Regions from separate parts of the Mus musculus genome. Here region 1 is linked to region 2. Evidence: chromatin contacts called from public HiChIP or PLAC-seq data. All regions are on one chromosome and are shown on one strand. The core of a region is the stretch at or near the end of the contact, and the rest is flanking DNA. Distances in the headings are between cores, read along the strand shown. Region 1 overlaps Sppl3 (signal peptide peptidase 3). Region 2 holds the start of Sppl3 (signal peptide peptidase 3).

The links. HiChIP or PLAC-seq counts read pairs in DNA pulled down with a chosen protein or histone mark.
Region 1: a contact with region 2 is called in an H3K27ac HiChIP or PLAC-seq map of embryonic stem cells, with 18 read pairs. The contact joins the enhancer-like site here to the promoter of Sppl3 in region 2. A contact is called at or near these places in 1 of 39 promoter capture datasets (fetal liver), 2 of 15 datasets of contacts at CTCF or cohesin (CD8 T cells and the NIH/3T3 cell line), 14 of 484 Hi-C or Micro-C datasets (CD4 T cells, DN3 thymocytes, the G1E-ER4 cell line and 9 more), 18 of 115 datasets of contacts at active chromatin or transcription factors (the 230-238 cell line, CD8 T cells, the HPC-7 cell line and 11 more) and 3 of 9 other capture datasets (adipose tissue, liver and pancreatic islet).

What each region holds. Positions count from the first base shown.
Region 1 is chr5:115,046,063-115,051,980 of GRCm38.p6, forward strand. The region is part of intron 1 of Sppl3 (signal peptide peptidase 3); the gene reads left to right. Among named protein-coding and RNA genes, the nearest start is that of Sppl3, 37 kb to the left of the region's middle. Within about 2 kb of position 3,804, at least 31 of the 459 cell types and tissues checked have an H3K27ac peak or open chromatin away from gene starts, as enhancers often do. A contact at or near this core is called in double positive thymocytes and embryonic stem cells, where this site is marked.
Region 2 is chr5:115,008,814-115,014,179 of GRCm38.p6, forward strand. It overlaps Sppl3 (signal peptide peptidase 3), which reads left to right and starts at 2,711. Exons shown (of 11, transcript NM_029012.2): 1 at 2,711-2,802. The coding sequence starts at 2,780.

The DNA.
Region 1 (5,918 bases), core at 2,554-5,053, 38 kb after region 2:
GGCATTTTCTCAGTTAGTGATCAAGGGGGAAAGGCCCCTTGTGGGTGGGACCATCTCTGGGCTGGCAGTCTTGGTTCTATAAGAGAGCAGGCTGAGCAAGCCAGGGGAAGCAAGTCAGTAAAGAACATCCCTCCATGGCCTCTGCATCAGCTCCTACTTCCTGACCTGCTTGAGTTCCAGTCCTGACTTCCTTGGTGATGAATGCAGTATGGAAGTGTAAGCCGAATAAACCCTTTCCTCCCCAACTTGCTTCTTGGTCATGATGTTTGTGCAGGAATAGAAACCCTGACTAAGACACTTTGTTAATGCTATTTCTTCTGTGTTTGGCGTTTGTCTCCCATTTCTTTTAGCCGGTTGAAGGGATAATTGTTACGTGTTATTGAGAACTATATGGTTAAATGCAAACAAACTAAGCAAAAATACTGTACTAAACTAATACTATCACTCTTGTTAGCATCAGATATGTTCCCAATTAGTCTTTTCTTATAAAGCTAAAGTAACAGATTTCATGAAACTATTACAGCCTGTACCAGTCATCTATTGCTACAGCCTCAAACTCTTGTCTAACTAACCCCTACCCTGATGCCTAAGCCATGTCAAAGTTAGAGTTTCACTATCTCTTATTGAAATTTTTACTGGGTTATCTGTAGACTGACTTGCAATTTAAAAAATAAATGAATCTCATACTCCCTTTACCTAGAGTCACCCAATGATAACACTATAAAACTTTACTGTAAGGTGTCCCGTAACTTAAATGGAGGTAGTGATTATGTTATCATGTGTCAGTCTCAGAAAAGTAGAAAACTTGAAGCAATCCCACTAAAATCAGGGACTAGACAAGGCTGTCCACTTTCTCCCTACCTATTTAATATAGTATATATAAGTGACCCTAAATATTCCACCAGAAAACTCCTAAATATTCCACAGATAAACAACTTCAGTGAAGTAGCTGGATATAAAATTAACTCAAACAAATCAGTGGTCTTTCTCTACACAAAGGATAAACAGGCTGAGAGAATAGTCGCAAATAATATAAAATACCTTGGTGTGACTCTAACTAAGGAAGTGAAAGATCTGTATGATAACAACTTTAAGTCTCTGAAGAAAGAAATCGAAGATGATCTCAGAAGATGGAAAGATCTCCCATGCTCATGGATTGGCAGGATTAATATAGTCAAAATGACTATCTTGTGGAAAGCAATCTACAGGTTCAATGCAATCCCCATCAAAATTCCAACTCAGTTCTTCATTGAGTTAGAAAGGGCAACTTGCAAATTCATCTGGAATAACCAAAAAAACTAGGGTAGCAAAAACTATTCTCAACAGTAAAAGAAACTCTGGTGGAATCACCATGCCTGACCTCAAGCTGTACTACAGAGCAATTGTGATTAAAAACTGCATGGTAGCCGGGCATTGGTGGCGCACGCCTTTAATCCCAGCACTTGGGAGGCAGAGGCAGGCGGATTTCTGAGTTTTGAGGCCAGCCTGGTCTGAAGAGTGAGTTCCAGGACAGCTAGGGCTATACAGAGAAACCCTGGCTCCAAAAACCAAACCAAACCAAACCAAAACAAAACTGCATGGTACTGATACAGAGACAGACAGAGATCAGTGGAATAGAATTGAAGACCCAGAAATGAACCCACATACCTATGGTCACTTGATCTTTTACAAAGGAGCTAAAACCATCCAGTGGAAAAAAGACAGCATTTTCAACAAATGGTGCTGGCTCAACTGGCGGTTATCATGTAGAAGAATGTAAATTGATCCATTCTTATTTCCTTGTACAAAGCTCAAGTCTAAGTGGATCAAGGAATTTCACATAAATCCAGAGACACTGAAACTTATAGAGGAAGAAGTGGGGAAGAGCCTCGAAGATACAGGCACAGGTGTTGATACAGTGCAGTGGTTTTACTCGGGTTCCTGCAAGTCCCTTAGCACCTGTGTGTGTGTGTAAGAGGGCGGTGTGCACAACTTCCTCCCTGGCCTGCACTGTACACACTCCTGTGTCCCCTTTCCAGCACTCCCCAAACCATTCTGATTACCAGTGCTGACCTAGGCCTCTCCTCTCTGGTCCCCAACCCCTGGTGACCAGCAATGCTCATGCCATTTCTAAAGTTTTGTCCTTTTAAAGCCATGTGTACAGTAGTGGTTTTGTGAAGGGCTCATTGGGGGTGACTTGTCTTCGTTCTCCATGATATATATTGAACTCTCCTGACCTTAGAGATCATAACGGGAGCCTTGAAGTTGGCTGTCTTCTTCAGTAGGTCTCTTGTGTTATCTTTTCCTCTGTCTGTAGAGCCTGAACGTCCTTACCTGTCAGCTCAGGGCTCCAAGTAAACAAAAATGGCATCTGCCTAGGCTCTGAATGAATATAACCACAAGGAGCACAAAGCGAAGAAGCCCAGGTTCCAAGGGGAAGGAAGACTGTCTGCCTGTTGATGGGAACATTGGGAGCCCAGGTGTGTGGAAGAGTAGACTGTGTCCTTAGTGGCCAACCTTGGAGGCAATCTAGGATACATACTGTGTATATGACGGTACAGACGTCTGTCTGTATCTGTGATGAGTGTTTTCTTCGTTTTTGAAATGTGGATTAGTTTGAAATCCTATAAAAAGTAAGAAGTAGAACATGATGATTAGCTGCCTTCTGCAATGGCAGCTGCACATAAAGCACTTGTGTTGCAAGGCAGGTTGCCAGAGTTAGAGCATCAGCTATGGTGAGGATTCCCAAGGTATCTGTAGTATTTGTGGAACAAGTGGAAGCTGCCTTCAGGTGACAGGCTGATAGCCCGTGAGGATCATTCACCTCTCTCGTTGTCCTAGGCCAGCTGTCTTTGTGCTCTTCAAATAGAGGGGGCTTGTGGACATAGTTTTGGAGTCTGTGTTGCTAATATTGGACGACCACACAAATTGTGTTGTGTTTCAGGTAAGACATGTAAGGATATTGTATTCTAGGATATTTTTAGCTTTTCAGAACATATCTTTTAAGAGGTAAAAGAAGGAAAGAGACTTTTAGGCAAGAAATTGAAACTAGGAAAGCATTTAAAAAAAATATTTATTTATTATATGTCAGACACCCCGGAAGAGGGCACCAGATCTCATTATGTGGTTGTTGGGATTTAAACTCAGTACCTTCGGAAGATCAGTCAGTGCTCTTAACCACTGAGCCATCTCACCAGCCCCTGGAAAGCATTTTCTTAGGATTTTTTTTTAAATGAAGTGTTAAACTTTGCTGTGAAAGTGACAGTAGAATGGGATCAGAGGTTTAGATCTCAGCCTTCTTCAGTGTGTGTCAGTCTCTGTGTATGTGACTCTGTCTCTCCTGTCTGTCTCTGTGTGACTGTTTCTGTGAGTGTGTCTGTCTCTGTGGGGTGGGGCCTGAAAAAGGTTCTCATGTGTTACAGACTGGGCTCAGAAGTGGCTTTGAACTTGTGATCTTTCTGCCCATGTCTCCCACGTGCTGCTGAATTATAGGTGTTTCCTACCTTGCCTGATTTAGGTAGTATAGGCTAGAGAACCCAGAGCTTTGTGTGTGCTAGGCACACACTCTACCAATGCCTGGCAGATTCCCATTTGTTTACTTACTTACTTGTTATTGTGTGTATGTGTATGATGTATGTGTGTAAGTGCAGACATGCTCCCATCACTGTACACGTGGGGAGGTCAGAGGACAGCTTGGAGCAGTTGGTTCTCTCCTTCTGCCCTGTGAGTAAAGGAGCTCAAACTTAGATCAGTCTGGTTCCGCAGCAGCAGGAGCTTCATCCACCGAGCCATCTTTATGGCCATGGCACTGCCTTTGTCTCCTTTAACCTGAGTTTAAAGTCGAATCTTAGCTGACTGTGATTCTCTTTCCTGCCCCACCCCACCCCACCCCACCCTACCCCGCCCCACCCCATTCCTCAAGCTCAGGGCTCTGCCATGAGCTAAATCTGTAGCCCTCCCTTTTTTTAAAGACAGGGTTTCTCTGTGTAGCCCTGGCTGTCCTGGGACTCACTGTGTAGACCAGGGTGGCCTCGAACTCAGGAGATCCACCTGCTTATTAAAGGTGTGTTTTACTGTTCATTTTATTAGTTAGATACAAGTGATGCTTCATCATCTCCATGTACTCCCTTGCTGTTGCAGTCTCTTCTCCAGGAAGAGCATGTTCACAACTTTTACTTATTCTTTAAGTGACATTGTTGGTTTTATATAGAAATGGAAGAGTCATACACTCTGCTCACCAGTGTTTATCTGGTGGAGACATTGTAGCATTTTATCCCAGGCTGGCTTTCCATTTTGTTGTTCTTGTGATCTTGAGGACTAACTTGGGACTTCACCGGTGCTAGCCCAGAGCCCTACAACCAGGCTCAGTCCCCCACCCTAGAAGGCATAGTTTGATCATGATACTTACTGGTCCCAGCTAAGGTTGAGTTAGTTGGGAGTTGTGGCTGGTTAGAGCATGGCCTCTTGGAGCTGGAGCTGGTGGAGCCTCTATCTGACAGGATGTCAGGGAGATGAGGTGAGCCAACTCCAGCACACAGGAGGAGAGGAGCCCCACATTGCTCCCAGTTCCCACCCAAGGGGCTGCTACCATGCCAAACCCATGCTTCAAATCTCACATGGCCTTTATGGTGCACCTCAGGCAAACCCACACTTTGCCGCCATACCTTTTTCTCTTGAACCCAGATGAGTGGCTGCATGAAGGAAAACGCAATACAAACTTAGTTCAGAAACAATGGTAACTCAATCTCTAGGCACAACAACTAAAATCTAATCTTGTAGCCTTATTAAAATCTGATTCCTCCAGTGGCGAATCCTTGCACCATGATACTGGGAAACTCTAGCAGCTACATCCTACCCTTATGCTGTCCCCGTTCCAAAAGGCCATAACTCTCCTGCTTCTACTCTTCCTCCTTCCAACCCCGAAGTCCCGCCTACTCACCCAGTGATTGGCTCCTTTATTCATTAGGGGATTGGTTCCCAAGAACAGCACCAGGCCCGTGCACAACAAGGAAGCTTCAGTGGCTCTTCCTCTCTGTCTTCCCTGCTCTCTCTCCCTCAGTTGTCCTACCTGATAGCTTGAACAAGGGTGCAGGGTACATAAGGAAAGATGGAACGCTGGCCAGAAGCAATTTTACTAATTGGAGTTTATAGCAGATATTAGTTCCTTTAAGAAGACAGGAGATCTTCTTGGTTTTAGATCTGGTGAATGGGAGGTGACCTTAGAAATGGAGGTGGCTTTATTGAACTTGAGTCTCAGATACTCCCTTGTTGAGTATTTGTTATGGCTTGGATGAGAGCGGCTCCCATACGGTCATATCTTTGCATGCTTAGTTCTCAGTTGATGAACTGTTTGGAAGGATCAGGAGGCGTGGCCTTGTTGGTGAAGGTGTGTCATTGGGAATGGAACTGGAGGGGCCATATCTCCTCTCCCTCCCTCCTCCCAAGTAAATGTTTTCTTCTTTCAGTTGTTTCTTCACAGCAATAGAAGGGTGATTAAAACTGTTCATGTGACATTCCTCTTCAACTTTTTAATTATCTGATAAAAAACATACAAGCAATAGAAACATCAGGAAAACCATTGGTGGACTAGCTAGGTCACAGCCTGTAAGCCACTCTAATAAATTAACTTTTATATGTGTTACAAATTCATTCTAATAGTCCTATTCCTCTAGAGAACCCTGACTAATATAGATTTCTGCAAGTTTATAAGATTTTGGTCAAGTTCTAAACTAGTTTTGGATAAAGGTAAAAGGCTTCTGTTTTCACTGTCATTAAGTCACTGGAGGAGTGTACTATGTAAGCCATGCTGTTCAGTTCGCACTGGCTTGTCTGAGCTTTTCCTTGCCGTGCATCTGTTGTAGTCAGTAGAAGACAGTCTTCAGCACAGGTGTCATAGCTGTGACCCTGGATATATTCTCAGACCACAATTAAGATGCACA
Region 2 (5,366 bases), core at 1,461-3,960:
TCTCTGTGTAGCCCTGGCTGTCCTGGAACTCACTCGTAGACCAGGCTGGCCTCGAACTCAGAAATCCTCCTGCCTCTGCCTCCCGAGTGCTGGAATTAAAGGTGTGCGCCACCACACCCGGCTTTTACCTTTTTTTTTTTTTTTTTTGGTTTGAAACCCTGTCTTGAAAAACCAAAAAAAAAACCAAAAAAAAAAAAAAAAAAAAAAAAAAGAAAAAGAAAGAAAGAAAGAGAAAGAAAAGAATTTGGGCTTCACTGTTTCATCTCCCCAGGACACCAGGGGTTTGGGTTGGGCAGAGGTTTGAAGGCTGATACCTTTCTAGCTAGAAAAAGGTGGTTTTATTGAGACCTTGGGTTAAACCCTCTCTGACACCTTTTCTTGGCCTCTCTGGTGATACTAAGGAGGGGGCCACCTAGAACCTGGCTGGTCCCAGCACCTGGAATGTGGCGGGGGTGGGGTGGGAGTGGGGGGAGAGGAAGGCGGAAGGTATGTGGGAATAGTGAACTTGGCCTTTTCACGAAAGGCTTCCTTTCCCCCTGGAGAACAAGCAAACAGAACCTGTATATAGGGCAGTGGCCAACTGACCTCTCCGGTGACAGAGTCAGGGTGTGGCATTCCCTGTAAGCCTGGGCAGGCCCTGGGAAACTAAAAGAGTCAGAGCCTGGCTTAATGATGGGCGAGCCGGAGAGGATCCTGAATGGGCAGGTACTGGAGACTTGCTCTGCAAAGGGAGAAAGAGATAGGGTTTCTGGGAAGCGTACTGTGTTCGTTAGCCAAGCATGGCCCCCAAACCTCATCTTTCCATTCACAAGCATAGTGACTGAGCGGGAGGCCTAGGGAGGCCTTCAGAGCATGGTCTCCACCCATCATTTTAGTGTCTTTGTCCAACAACCTGTGGCATAAACTGTTCATTCCTGCCTGGTTCCAAGCTCAGCCCAGAAATTCCCATTACTGGGTCTTGCTCTCTGCCGCTCTCTTGGCAAAATGATTTTTCTGTTGGTAAGCCTCTTGTGGTCTGAGGATGTCTCACTCCTGCCTGAGAAAATGTTCTCCAATGCCTTTGGGGAGGGGGTTCAGTTCATTGTACCATCCTGTCTTTACCTCAGGCCTACGTTCCTGAGGTTGGTCTCTGGTCCACCACAGCTTTCTTTCTTCTTCTTCTTTCTTTCTTCTTTCAAGATTTCATTAGCTCAGGCTGGCTTTAAACTTTGTGCCAAAGTCTGTAAGTCAAATTCTCTGCATATCTGAGGATGACCTTGATCTATTGCTCAGTATACACCCCTCCCCCCAAGGCCCACCTACTACAGTTCTGGGAGTACAGTGTCTCGTGGTCTAGTTTTGTTGCTTTAAAAATCCTCCACGTGTCCCTTCAGCCTGATAACCAGTGAACTTTTTGCTGTTTCCATAGTCATTTTTCCAGAATGTCATGTGGTCAGAAACATACACTGTGTAGCTTAAATATGTTTCCTCATCTCTTGCTATATGCTTCTTCACGTTTCTCCCTGTCTTTCATTAACTCATTATAGAGTCTCTCTATGTATTCTTGGCTGGCCTGGAACTCACTATGTAGACCAGGCTGGCCGCAAACTCTTAGAGATCTGCCTGCCTTTGCTGGGATTAAAGGCACGCACCACTAGGCCTGGGTTTTTAAATTTTTTTTCCTAACACATGGTCACACACAACGCTCTAACAACTGAGTTATGCCCATTCACCCTATCAAAGTAGCCTGCACCCTTCCTTTAGTCTCTATTAATTGCTCTCCATTATTAATAGCCCCATGACTCTGAAATAATCTTCGTGCTTTAGCCAGCTCGAACCACCTATGTCTCTTCCCTGAGAATATGCATGTAAGGACAAGGGCCTAGGTGAAGGCGCTGACGCCTAGCTGGCACCCAACAAGGACCCCGCTGATCGCTTCTATGAAGACGAGCATGGTAGCATTTGACTTGGCACCAGGCGCCGCGAAGGGACGTTTGCAGAAACCAAGGAGGGGGACCGCGCAGCGCGGGAACCCGAATGCAGCGCTCTGTCCGCATTTTGACAGTTGACTGGCAGCTGAGGACCCAGGGACAGCCGACGGTGGATGATGGAAGGTTGACAGCTGAGTGGCAGTCAACCGCCGCGCACCGGGGAGGACCACTGCGCGCCCAAGGGGCCTAGCGCGCGGCGGCCGCTGCAGCTAACCGTAGCCCCGAGCCGACCTGGGCTGAGCGCTCCGCGCATGGGCAGCGCGCGCGAGGGGGCGGGGCGCCGGGGTCACGTGAGCGTGTTTTGGGCACGTGACCAGCGGCCCGGGCTCGCCCCCGCCCGCTCGCTCGCTCCCTCCTCCCTCGGCGGGCGGGTGTGCTTCGAGCGGCCTCGCCTCACCGCCTAGCGCCCCCCTCAGCCGTTGCTGCCGCCGCTGCCGCCGCCGCCGCCGGCCATGTCCCCCGGCCGCCGCCGCCGCCGCCCGAGCGCGGCGCTCCCGCGGCCCGGCGCGCACTGAGCGCGGGCCCGAGCCACCGTTTCGGGGCCCTTGTTCTCCGCGCCGCCGCCGCCGCCGCCATGTTGGGTTTGGAGCCGCAGCGGAGCCGCCGCCGCCGCCGCGGCTGACGAGGCCGAGCGCGGAGCCCGGGGCCCGCGCCCGCTCCGGGGCCCAGGGAGCGGGGCCCGTCGGAGTCTGTCGGAGCCCGACTGCCTGTCCTCCGTGCGAGCGAGTGAAGGAGCGAGCCGCCGGGGCCCCCGGCCGCGCCCTCTGCCGCCGGCCGAGCGAGCCGCGGAGCCCCCGAGAGGCAGCACCATGGCGGAACAGACCTATTCGTGGTGAGTGCGGGCTTTTGGGGACGAGGAGGCCGGGCCGGGCCGGGCCGCAGGTGCTCGCGGGGCTCGGGGTGCGGGCCGCTGGGCGTCCTCCGAGCCCGGGGGAGGGGCGGTCATTCGAGCCGCGCAGCGGAACCGACTGGCGCGGGTGCTGGCGGGCCAGGGGGGAAGCTGGAGAAGGGTGGGCAGAGAACGGGCCCGGGCGAAGGTGTACCCCACTCTCGGCGAGAACAGGTGGTAAGAGGCACAACTTGCAAGTAGTGAGGGCGGGAGCGACCGCTTCCGCGGTGGGCAGAGGCCCTGCGGCCCCGTGATCGAGCCCTGGCACAGCGGAGAGGGGGAGTCTTGTTCCAGGATGGCCACATTCTGTAAAGGAAGTCGTCGGTAGCAGCGGGGTCATGGGTAGTCTTTGTAAAGGGGTTGGTACTCTGCTCTGGGGATTCGAAGAGTGCTGGCCGGTGTTCTGGGGGTGGAGGGCTCGATCACGGGAATGTGTGTGTGTGTCCGTCCAGGTTGAGTCCCCCTGCCTGTGGGACTTTTTTTAGCAGCGTGTTTAGGGCTGAGGCACACACACTTGTGATTTACAGGGGGGAGGTGACAGATGCGTCCAAGTTTGGGGGGAAAGAGGTGAGAAGGGCAGAGGCGTGGAGTGTTTGCCGCGGAAGGAGGTTGGTTGTACCGGGGGCGAGTGGGAATGGTGTAGTTGAGCTGTGGCTTGAGGGTGAGAAAACAGGAGATGGGTGGGTTGGTGGTAGGTACCGGGCGGGCGGGGAACCTGGTCGCTGCAGCCTAAGAGATCGGAGATGGTTTCAAGCACTTGTGGCTTGGTACCAGAACTGTCGACTTTTCCGAAGAGTGGGGTTGAAGGTCCGCTTCGTTTTGTAATTGGAAAAGTGAGTTAGTTCTTCATTCCTGGACCCTAAACCTTTAAGTACCAGAATTGCCTTTTCCCTAACCTGTACAGATTGTGTGGCTACCTTCGGAAAAGTGAGTTAGTTCTTCATTCCTTGACCCTAAACCTTTAAGTACCAGAATTGCCTTTTCCCTAACCTGTACAGATTGTGTGGCTACCTTCCCAAAGCACGGGGCAAACTGTCAAGTGTTGGGAGCGTAAGTGAGCTGTAACTACCATAGGGAGACAGTAAAAGAGCCGGGTTATACACGAAAACAAGGGATGGTTATGCTAAGTCGGGAGCTCACTGTGTCCTGATGGAGGGTTAGTGATCGAACATGCTTTAGTAATGCAAACGGCAGCGATGTATGCACAATCTGAAAAAGAAGGTAACTGGGAAGTTGAGAGGAAATAACTAAAAGAAAAGTTGGGTTTTGGTGGCTCCAGTTGTGGTTTAAAAGGACAGACTAATAGTTGTGAGCAGCAGTGAGGGAGGGGCATCTCAATGGCAGGTGGGATTCAGTTTCTTACCTGCAGATGGACTAGGTAATGTTGGTGCTGCCATGGGCACTGGCAACACCTAGAGCTTGCTTGTCCTGCCCCACGAGGACTCCTCTGTGAATCCTCATGGCTGCCTTGTTGGTTTGGTTTGGTTTTGAACTGTACTGTAAAAAGAATATGGATTGGTTGAAAAAAAAATACCAGTGATGAGGAACTGGGGAAAGTGCTGTGTGCAACACACATTCGCAGCCCCAGTTTGGAGCCACAGAGTGATGTCCTGTGTGTAACATTGAAGGTGAAAGTGCCTTAATGGGTAGGTAGGCCACCTACAGCTTGTGTGGTGCTTGTGGGCTAGGTAAAGAGACTACTTTGTGGAGGCTGATCATTTATATGATAAACTCTCTTGAAACACTCCCTTGGGTCTTGACTTTATTTGATGGAATAAAGGAAGCAATCGAGTGAGTGCCTTGCCATCAGGACCCTCAGCCCCTCCTTTCCAGCTTGTTTTCAGGAGCAGAGTCCACAGTGTCCTGAGGAAGGATGGTGCACAGGGGAGAGGGCTGGGAAGCTCGGCCCCTACCCTGTTTTCTGGTTCTTCCAAGTCAACCAGGGCACAAGAACTAAACACACAGTATTTGGCAGATAGTTCTCACATGTCTCTAAGGAGGGGAAATCTTCCGTATTTCAGAGGAGGACACAGGCTCAGGAGGCCAAGTGATGTGTCCTGAGTATGTGGCCCATGATGCTTTGTGAACTCTCTGCTTCACCTATTCTCACAGAAATATCAGAATGCAAGAGCTATTCTGGACATATATGGAAGCTGAAGTTTGGATTTTTTTGGTCATTCTTCACTTGTTTTTTTTAGACTTATTTATTATTATATGTAAGTACACTGTAGCTGTCTTCAGACACACCAGAAGGGAGCATCAGATATCATTATGGGTGGTTGTGAGCTACCATGTGGTTGCTGGGATTTGAACTCAGGCAGGACCTTTGGAAGAGCAGTCAGTGCTCTTAACCGCTGAGCCACATCTCTCCAGCCCTTCACTTGGGTTTTATAGATATATATAAAAATGATACTTTAAAAACAGAATCAAGTGTGATTATTTGTATTCTGCATTTAGGAAGAATGTAGTTTTATCTGAGAACAAATCCCAGAAGGGATGTAGTATTT